Regions from separate parts of the Gossypium hirsutum genome. Here region 2 is linked to region 1. The links are chromatin contacts, called in public Hi-C maps. All regions are on one chromosome and are shown on one strand. The core of a region is the stretch at or near the end of the contact, and the rest is flanking DNA. Distances in the headings are between cores, read along the strand shown. Region 1 has its middle 15 kb from the start of LOC107900693. Region 2 has its middle 75 kb from the start of LOC121220602.

Region 1 (5,295 bases), core at 762-3,261:
AATTGACACTACATCTAACCTTTGAAACTGGCATTGATAATCTCCCCATTTGGCATTTTTGAAAAAACACATAGCAACACATCAAGAAAGGTAATTCAACCAATATCATCTCGATACTACCCCTTAATCCAACCATCTAGCTATGAGTCAACACCATGGAATTAACTATTAGTGCAAGATAACATAAGTATTAACAATAAAAAATGTATAATAATCCAATATTATAATAGAAACATGGCAAGGGCAATTCATCAAGTACATGCCTTAAAAAATAGAAGTATCAAACAAAGTATTATCATCCAAAATAAACAAAGGTGAAAGAAAAAAAATAAAAAAGAATTTAAAGAACTTTAACAAAGAATTTCAAAGAAATTAAACAAAAAAACCCAAAAAAATCCTACTTCTCTCATCTCCTATATGAACTTACTTTTCCTCTTTTATGCTTAAAAAAGCAAAGGCATTAGAGTCCTTGAGCAAGCAAATCCATCTTGTAATAAAGAGCCTGGGTCGTTTAATATTAAAAAAGATTCAATTGGAGTTCATAATACTAAATATTCTTTTTGAGTTAGGCAACTTCTTTATCCAAATGCTTAGTATATCTAGCTTGTGCAGCACACAAAACATTAACGGATGTTAAGCCAATTGCAATTTGGGCAACAATTGGTGCAGGCTCATCATTTTCATCAGTTAGAGTAGCCACCTTAATATCTGCAACAACATGTTTTCCCTTTTTTCACTTTGATAAATACTTCAACTCAACTAACTTAGTTCCATAGACCTCATCTTTTTCATTAATATATGACTTTTGCTTGAGGGAAATTTGAAAGATAAGATATGGAAATGGAAAAGCGAGCCTCGTGTTTTTTTTATCTCTGCATGCTTTACCATGGAAGAAACGTATGGGTCTTTAGTTTTTAGTGTTCAATTAGAGCGGATAGTAATGTTGAAACATATGTAACTCTCACAATATGGCTAGTGTGATAGAAATCGACATCCTATAATTGGGGGATGATTCTCTCGTCTGAGTGCACCTACACTTATATTGCCGTGAAGGTGAGCCATAAGAGAGTGTTGCAATGATGTTGTCTCCTTGGAAAAATATGCTCCTTCAGTTCTCATTATGTTGGTTGCCATTACAATACCTTTGAAAATTTTAACTTGATGGCACTTAGCTATGCGAGGTTTTAGGTAAAACATAGTAAACTATTTGTTTTGGATGCTTTTGAAAAACTAAAATCCTTAAACCTTATTTATAAGTTTTAAAATTACGATTTGAGAAAGGTTTACATTATAAAATCGACACCCACGTATGTCGAATTTAACTTAATTTTCCGTTAAAATTAAATAAAATTACATTATATGTCATTTTAAATGTTTTTAATAACTCGAAACCTATGAATGTTGAGTTTAGGGTTTAGGCTTATCCACGTTGATTTTAAAATTAAATTATACTATTACAATATAATTTCAAAAATTACACCATGAACTCGACACTTACGTGTGTTGAGTTGTTGTAATCATATCAAAATAATTACTTTGATTCCAATGCGACGCGGATGCATTGAGAGTGATACCATGCACACCAAACTTAATACTTGTAAATATCGAGACATCTTTAAATAAGATATTTCAAAAGATAAATTCCAAAAACATATATTAATAAATAAAAAAATAACTAATAACATTGTAAAAAAAAAAACCTTATAGATTGATATTTTCTTAATTTTTATATTATTATAAAAAATTGCCACTAAAAATGAAAAATTACATTAAAAAAAGGAAAAATAAATAGGAAAATGTGAAAAAGCAATGCATTTACTTGGTAATAGAAGTTGTTGGGCAGATATGTCGAAGTCGTATTGGTGTCGTATAAATCTCAAACCAAAACGGCTTTGATTTTAATGCAGAATGACGGTTCATTGTATTTGGACTGTATGGAGTTTTTTATCCTTGTCCACCTGCATCCACGTCATCATCTACAATAGATTCCTAGTCCCCATACCCCAGGCAAAATTATTGGAACAACTTAATCAATTTCATATCTACACGCAGAAGACTGCGCGTGTTGTGAACCTCATATATAATACAGATTCCGCTAATAGTTTTTCTGGGATGTAACTAATTTATTCACATTTTATTTTAAAAGAAAAATAAGAGTTGATATTATTAAAAAAACAGTAATAAATTTTATATGTAAGTCATAAAATAAATATAAAAAATGTCAAAAAAAAATATTATAGCAGTAAAAGCTAATTCTTTTTTGGTACCTGTAAAAGCAAGGTGTTAATGAAGCATTATCTTCTTTTGAAAACTGTTTAAACCTTATTTAGACTTTGATAAAAATATTCACTTGTTTGAAAAATATTTAATGAATTAAACATAAATTTAAAATATATAATTTTAACTGAAATCATATATTTTTTTATGAAAAGTATATTTAATTTTGTAATATTTCATTATGTAATTAAGTTTTTTATTGTGCAATTAAAAACAAGAAATGAATAAATTAAATAATAAATAATAAATATATAATTGTTTTTATTTAAATTTGGGTAAACTATCAAAATAGTCTCTTTTGTTTACCTCAAGTTATATTTTGATCATTTATGTTTGAAATGTTATGCTTTAGTCACTTACGTTATCATTTTGTTACATTTTGGTCACTGAGCCATTAATTGTTATTAATGGTGTAACGGTAAGCTAACGTGGCACGTTAAATCATCATTTCAAACGAAAATTTTAGGTTAAATTATACAATTGGTCCCTATAATTTTTCGTTTTGAGCATGTTAGAGATTGTGCGACCCAAATCCCGTCATTTGTTGAATAAATAAATATAATGACGGATTTGTGGGGGTACGAACCATACCGCACAAGTTGAGTCCGTATAGAACTATACTTCTACTACTTGACTTTAATTAGAACAGGTTTTTCAACCCTTAAATAAATCGAAACTCCTCTTATATCATTTTTTTCAACATTAGTGAATTTATTCTCCTCTACCCGTATTTTTTTCCCGAAAAGGTTTCCACGTAAAAGCTGTGTGTTCTTATTTTTTTCTTATTGCTTTACGATCGTTCTACTACCATTATTGACATTTATTATAACAGAGCAATTTAATTTTTTTTTCGTTTATGTTCTTTTAAATTTCCCTTTTTTTTCTTTTTTTCTTTTCATTCTCTTCTGTTTCTCCATCTATTTTCCTCCATTCTCCATTTCTTTTAACATAGTTTTTTTTATGTTTTTCATTTCTTTTAACACAACTTTTTTATGTTTCTAAAACAAGAAAAAGTGAAAGCTAAAACCAAAATAAAAATTGCCTCGCACATTCTCACCCCATTCTTATCCCGTAGTTACAAACCCTCATCATCCATTGTCTCTTTGATGGACCAATTCGGATCTCTCAATGACCTAGTCCACAAGCTCGCCTCACTCGAAAACCTTGCCAATCATGACCTATGGTGGTCCACCTTCAATAAATTTCCCGAGCCCATTCCCTCAACCTCCTAACCAATCCCCATGACCACCTTATCTACCTTACCTACAAGATTCTTGCCCTCTCGAAACTACGTTGTTTCATGAATTCTTCAAACGAGCTCAACACTTTCAATGACTAAAATGACCACCATACGAAACTTACCCAAACCAATTTGGTTCCAGGCTCCCTTTATCTCTTCGATTCATCCATGATCGGTTTCCAATCAAGTTTTATTGGGAATATCCAAGAAGGTTTGGATTAATTTTATCGTTTGCCTAATTTTATTCGTCAGAAAATAAAAGAAGGAAAGTAATAACCTATATACACGATTTTTGTCAAATTTTGGAAAAGAAAAAAAATTATTTTGAATATAAATAATTCAATTTATGTTTAGATTTGATTAAGGCTATGCTTTTTTATATTGATCAGTTAGATCTAGTTTTAGTTTCAAAATTAGGTTATATTCAAATCAAGGTTTGATTAAGAACGATTGATATTTGGTTTTGAGTAAAATTCAATTTAGGAATCATGTGAAAGAAACAATGACTTGATTTATTTGGTGGGTAAAGATTATATTTTTGCAGTGAAGAATATGAGAAGAGAGAAAATAAAGGGGAAGAAAAAGAGAAGGAAAATAAAGAAATAAGAAGAAAAAATATTAAATTGTTCAAAAAAAAGTATAGGGACTAGTTGTGCAATTTGACCTAAAATTTTAGTCTAACATGATGAAATAACAGGCCACATCGGATTGTTATTACACCATTAACAGCAGCTAACAACTCAGTAACCAAAATGTAACAAAACGATAACGTAAGTGACTAAAACGTAACATTTTAAACATAAGTGACTAAAATGTAATCTGAGGCAAACAAAATTTAACTATTTTGATAGTTTACCCTTTAAATTTTGCTCAGATCTAAGGTTACTTGAAGAGGAGGTGGGCATTCTTCAAACTTGCTTTATTGAGTTTTAGAATTGATTTGATAAAAGTTAATTGCTAATACTATTAGTAAATCATAAATTTTTATCAACTCAAATCTAAAATTCAAATTAAATACTAAAAAATTAACATCATTACTTTTAAGTATCAAAATATATAAATTTTGTCAAATATAATTTTTAAATTGGACAAAAAATTTAAGTATAACATTAACAGATATATCATTAAGCGAAAAAAAGGAAGAAAGAAAGAAAATGAATTAGACTTGTCAATTTAACCACATAAATTTAGCAATAGATAGAAATTTAGGCATTGATTTTGTGTTTTTATGTCGGCTATATAGAATACTCAAAAACATGATGGATAAGATGAACAGGCGCGTGGTAGTGACGTGCGAAAAAGATGGTCGGGGACTATAAAGTACGGTTGAAAGGCATTGAAGGCAATAGAGGTCGGATTTATTTGCATTAAAAAGCAAAAGCATTTTTTATGGAAAATAATTTAAAATATTTTTATTAAGAAAATTTGTTTTTATTTTTACTTTTTTAATATTTTTATATTGATAATTTCAATGAAAAATTCATTTGATTTTAACATAATTTTTTAATAAATATATTATTTTACATATTTTTCATCCGAATGTATAATAAAAATAATTAAGTCTAAAAGTAGGGGTTGAATGTTCCTTAAACAAGATTTCCAAGTTTAAATTTTATTAATAAATAAAAATAAGATTCAAAGGCAAAGCCAAAATTGGTGGCAAGGAGAGGCCGAGATTAGACGTTTTCATAGACATTCTTCTAAAAATTTAAAGAAATTCTTTTAGGTGAGCTCACGTTCAGATAAGCTAATCTATTTCACTATTCAAAAAATATAAT
Region 2 (5,906 bases), core at 2,654-5,153, 61 kb before region 1:
GTCTGCTTAAAATATCAAGGAACATGGAATGGACTATACAAGTGTGACTATTCCATGACTTGTGTCCAATCCAGAGATAAAGGACTTAAGGATTATTGCATAAAAGGTTAATCATAAAAGGTTATGTCGAATCATGATCTCTTGTGACTTAGGTAGCAATGATGCATTGCTAGATGCCACTCATTGTTTGTAACATTGGAATCGTTCTAGTATTACTGCTAACGTTACAAGAACCTACAGGGTCACACCCTATAGTTAAAATTAACGGAATAAACCATAGTTGGTATTGTTTTTAAGTGTCACTTGAATTAAATTAATTATATAATTAATTTAATTCAATTTCCAACACATTATGTACAAGGTTGTTGTACACATAATGAGGTTAGCATATGAATTCAAATAAATATATGGTTTACCGAAATTATATTATAATTAATGTAATTCTAATTTTTAGTTTAAAATATTATTATATTTATTTTAATTCATAAATAAAAACCCTAAAAAAATAAATAATAAGGATATAAGTATCCCGTTTTTCTTTGTTTTGGTCTAGCAGCCGTCAAAGAAAATTCACTCTCAAAACTATTTTGGGGATTTCTTCCGTTCGTAGTCAACTGAGTGGATCACGTAGAGGTCGGAGTCTCGATAGATTACGGCTTAGTTCGACTGTAGATCAGACTACACGTTGTTGAGAAGTTGCTGTCTACTCAGAACAGCATTAGGTAATTTCGTAACCCTTTTCACCCTGATTCGTTCCTCACACATGGATCCGTGTTTAGGGTCGCCGATTATTAAATTTTTCCGCTGCGCCGTAGGGGTGCCGGCTATCCAACAAAAACAACATAGTAAACATTCAATTTAGCTAACATTAAAATGATCACAGTTCATACAAACTTACCTCGATAACTAGGGTTGTAGAAGTATAATTGAACACTAATCCGAAGATTTAGCTTTTCCTCGATTTAAGTCCGAATGTGGTTTATCTTGATCTAAATAGATAATTTCAAGCAATTAAGTACTTCTAGTATTCAATGCTTTTCCTCGATTTAAGTCCGAATGTGGTTTATCTTTATCTAAATAGATAATTCCAATCAATTAAGTACTTCTAGTATTCAATTTAATCCATAGTTCATATTTATGTAAAATTACAAATTTACCTCTAATACTTTGACTTTTCATAATTTAGTTCTTAAGCTCATAACTTAAATATAACTCATTTTAGCCTAAATCAAACTTAACCAATGTTACAAGGGACCTTGAAATAACCCATATATACCAACATTTCACAGTAAAACTTAAGGATTTACACTTTTAACAAATTAATCCCAAATTCCAAAATTCATCAAAAATCACTTAACAAAACTTGTTTATTTTACAATAAAGATTAATAATCTATCAACTAACATCCAAAAAAATTCATGGAAAGTCCCTCAACCTTTAGCAATTTTTCAAATTAACCACCGGGATAGCTAGATTAAGCTAAAACGAACTCAAAAACATAAAAATCATAAAAACCGGGGCTTGAAAACTCACCATGCAATCACAATATGTTGGACAGACCTATCTTCTTCTTCAATGGATAATTTTAGGTTTTCAAATGAAAGAATAAGGAAGATGATACATAGTTTTAGTTTATCTTTTTCATTTATTTATTAAATTACCAATTTAACCTTTATAAATCATTTAAACTACCATAAAATCTATCCATCACAATCCACTATTTTAATAATGGTATAATTACCTTATAAGCCCATTAGCTTTCCTTTCCATAAACATTTAGCCCTTTTAAATAATAGAATTTAACTTTTACACCTTTTACGATCTAGTCCTTTTTACTTAATAAATCAATTAAACATCAAAATTTCTTAACAAAAGTTTAATACAACCTAAATATAATCACATGGACAATAAATAAATAATAAAATAATAACTCACTTGTCAAAATTGTTGTACCGAAACCACTATTTTCGACACCACTGAAAATGAGATGTTACAAAAGTAACTTTTTTTTAATTTTGTTGACGTTGCATACTCGTAGATTGCCATGTAAATGACACGTAATCATGTAATTAATTTTTTAAAATTTCAAATTTCAAAATAAATTATAAAAACTATTTTTAAAAATTAAAAATCATTAAAATTATTAAAAAGTTATAAAAAAATATTTTTAACATTTTAAAAAAGTAATTAAATGCTTACTTGTTATCTATGTGGTAATCCACATGTAAGCCATGTTAGCAAAGTTAACAAACATTAATTTTTCCATCTACTTTGAGGTGATTTGACAAAAAATTGCAAGTTCAAGAGGGTTAAAATAACTTTTTTTTTGTAAAGTTGGAGGACCAAAAAAGCAATTATGCCTAAATAAATAAACGGAAACATTATATTTTATATATATTTACTTTCTAATTATTTATATATTAGTTAACAAATTAATATATATATGTATAAATGTATGGGGACATGTCATACATGTTATATATCCTTGATTTGTTTAAATGTAGGTTTCTGAATTAATTGGACCAACATGTCATATTTTTTAGTTTTCTTGCTCATAATGTTTTTCATTTCTTCTTGTGTTGATCAGTGTCATTGAATTTGTATTAATATAGCACTTTTTGTAAGGATATGTTGGCAGGGACCTTTTTCTGTCTGCTAATTAAAAAAAAAAAAAGAAGACAAAAGAGATAGAACCACATTCATTTAGATTCCTAGTAAGTTAGCTGATTTATGGGAGAAATTCATTGAAGGATTCAATTTTCATAAATTTGGTAATTCAATTTCGGTTTAAACTTTAGGGTTAAATTAGAATGAGACAGCTACAATTATTTATATACCATATACATAATACGTACGTACGTACGTGGGTGTGTAATTTTAAATGAAATAGAAGCACGTGTCTCCCTGTGCATGGGATCCCACACCAATTTAAATCTAAATTTAGGTCAAAAGTCATGTTTAATGAAAAAACAATAGCAAGAATTGGGTCATTCTGCCAAACACACTGTTTTGATGAATAAATATTTATCCCCTCAACAACAACTAAAAATATAAAATAAGTATGGTGTGCCAACACTTCCAAAACAGCCATGCTCTTATCTGTAAAGTCAGAAAATGACTTGTAAAGAAAGTGATTAGCATGAAACGAATTTTATGACTTAGGCCATGCCATTGCAGTAACTATTGTTTAATATACATTCTAGATCGTTGATCCTTTTATTTATTTATTTATTTATTTGGCTTTTGGCTTTACAAGTAGCTAGGGTCCCTCTCTAAGGCTTGATAACATCATGAGAAGGTGGATTTCATTTAGCCAAGAGTGGTATCCACCCCAGGAGTTGCCCCTAATATCAAAACAATCTAATAATATATAATATCAAAGTGGGGTAGAGGAGCATGATTTGATTTTATTTCTTTCCTTTTTCCGGCTGTTTATCCCATCCCATCCCATATTGTCTCATTCATACAAATTTTAAATTTATAATTCTATTCTATGCCGATTATATTACCACACATCATTTAAAATCACATTTTGTATAATATATCATCACCTAATTTACACATCTATACACTGAACAAGAATAATATAATGTCACACTATAATACTGTAGTCTTTGCTGTTGCTATTGCTATACATGTTAAATCAGTGCACACTGCACACATACACAAAACTCAGCAGTAGCAGAGAGAGAGAAAGAGAAGGGAATATTATCTGTATGAATACCCCAACAACACTAGAATAGCCCTCAAAAAGTTGAAACTTATCTTCATTACAAAAAACAAAGAAAGCCAGCACATAATACAATTAATGTTGCAAACCGAGGCTGTCCTGGTTTTGTGTTTCTAAATGGTATTGTGTTTTGTTTTGGCCCATAGAAAAACCGGTATTATTGGCAGTGCCATACGCCCCCATACCTATTTCGCTATGTACGAATTCTTTAGGCTTACGGCATGGGCTGGCTTGCATTTAATATTCTCAACCCCCCCCCCCCTTTGATTATTTATTTTTGCTCCTTCACTGTACGGATATTAAAAAATTATACTCATTTCAACACTAGCTATTATTTTAATCATCACAACTTGCTTCATGCACGTTTTCCAGAGTCATGCAAACTTGTCGTGTTTAATCAATTGGGAAGAAAATGTGTGAGAAATTTCCTGGTCAGAGTTTATGATATTTAACTATCACCCAACTTGCTAAGACTTAAATACAGTGTCACTCACTCTCTGATCCGTCTAATTATAAATTCCATTTCTTTATTTTACCAAGATTAATAAATTAATTTTTCTATTTTAATTTATTCTAATTAAATTAAGTAATATTATTAAAAAATCAATAATTTGTATATAAAAATTAATAAATGTCTATAAAAATTAAAATTTAATAAATTAAAGATTTCTCAATCTCCATAAAATTAAAGAAATTTTAAGATATATTATAACCGAAAATGAAAACACATAGAATTATTTAGGTCAAATCACTAAAAAAGGAAAAACCCAAAAGAAAATTTCAATGTCAAAAAAAGGTACTTGCTGTACCAACTTTGAATCTGGTCAATAAAACCACACTTTGATCAAGTGATATTTTTGGTTGCAGAATTGATAACAGCTAATCATGTCTGAAGCTGATTTAACGTTTAAATCAGAGGCTATATGTTGTGGTTTTTGGTTTTGTTGGGGGTGGATTTAGAATGGATGGCCATGCTTAACTAGTCTTACGTCAAAAGGCAAAGAGCATATGGATAGATTTCCTTTCTATCATAAAAAGCTGAAAGCCATACATACATATACATACGGTATTAAAATTGTTAAACCATTTAAACTTATCCATATTAGTGGATTGATGGCACGTAGCCAAAAGACACAAAGGGAAAAAACAGAAATTGTTAGATTGAAAAAGGAAAGCTGATGTCAAATTCCTACCCTAAAAATTAATAATAGTGGGGTCCTTTTAAGTGGGACTGTGATGGATCCACAACCCTTCCTAAAGATAGGAGGATCTGGCTTTGATCATAATCTTTTAACCTCTTTCTTTTAGTGTATAAGGTTTGTTTGTTTTATGATGGCTACCCATTATGGTAAAATCAGAACTTAATAAAGAAAAGGTTTTTATTTCATGAGACCCAAACAACCAAGTGACTGTCATCTTCAGCAGTCACACACTTTTTAATAGTGGGAAATCTCTCACTATCTTCTCCCCCCTAAAAAGAAGACAAATGATAGCTGGAACCAAGTACCATTCAAAGAAAAGACAATCTGATTCCAAAAATCATTCACAAACAAGGCTTCGAGTCCAAACTTTTTCTGTTTCTTTACTCACTTTTAAATTACCACATCACTCATAGTGCTAATTAATTTATATGGCAACTGAAGTTAATGATAGAGCGCTTATCAGTCTATAACCAACCAACAACCACTTTTCATTGTATTTGTATATAAATAATAAACAACAAATCTGTAAAAGCAAGCAAAATTTCTATATAAATATTCTAATGATAAAAGTGAGCTCAATTGTGTGCGCCTTGATTCGTTTGATATTCCTAAACCAGTATTTACCATAGTGGAAACATATAGGTTTTGCCACAAACAAAGTTAATCTTTATATTATAGGTGTAAGATCAAATTAGTGAGAAATTTAATCTTTATATATTTCATTTTAAAACAATTGAGTACAATTATAAATGATAATGAGGTTGAATGTAAAAAAATGTTCATATGCTATATTTTAAAGTAAACTGAAAAAAAAGGTGAGTATTGATCTAAAGAGGGGCTTTGAACCAATTATGTAACACCCCCTTACTCAGAATGAAACGATACGTCCCAAACAAGAGATGTCACATTTGGACACTAAAGCTCACTAAATTCAAGCATTAGTTTCAAGACTTTATTTTAACCTAAATAAATTC

Evidence for each region. A called contact is a pair of places that touch in the nucleus more often than the background predicts.
Region 2: a contact with region 1 is called in a Hi-C map of leaf, with 2.5 times the contacts expected there. The contact joins two enhancer-like sites. A contact is called at or near these places in 9 of 34 Hi-C or Micro-C datasets (anther, cotyledon, fibers and 1 more).

Annotation. Positions count from the first base shown.
Region 1 is chrD08:54,746,222-54,751,516 of Gossypium_hirsutum_v2.1, reverse strand. No RefSeq gene overlaps it. Among protein-coding and RNA genes, the nearest start is that of LOC107900693, 15 kb to the right of the region's middle. Within about 2 kb of position 2,011, at least 3 of the 9 cell types and tissues checked have an H3K27ac peak or open chromatin away from gene starts, as enhancers often do. A contact at or near this core is called in leaf, where this site is marked.
Region 2 is chrD08:54,808,803-54,814,708 of Gossypium_hirsutum_v2.1, reverse strand. No RefSeq gene overlaps it. Among protein-coding and RNA genes, the nearest start is that of LOC121220602, 75 kb to the left of the region's middle. Within about 2 kb of position 3,903, at least 4 of the 9 cell types and tissues checked have an H3K27ac peak or open chromatin away from gene starts, as enhancers often do. A contact at or near this core is called in leaf, where this site is marked.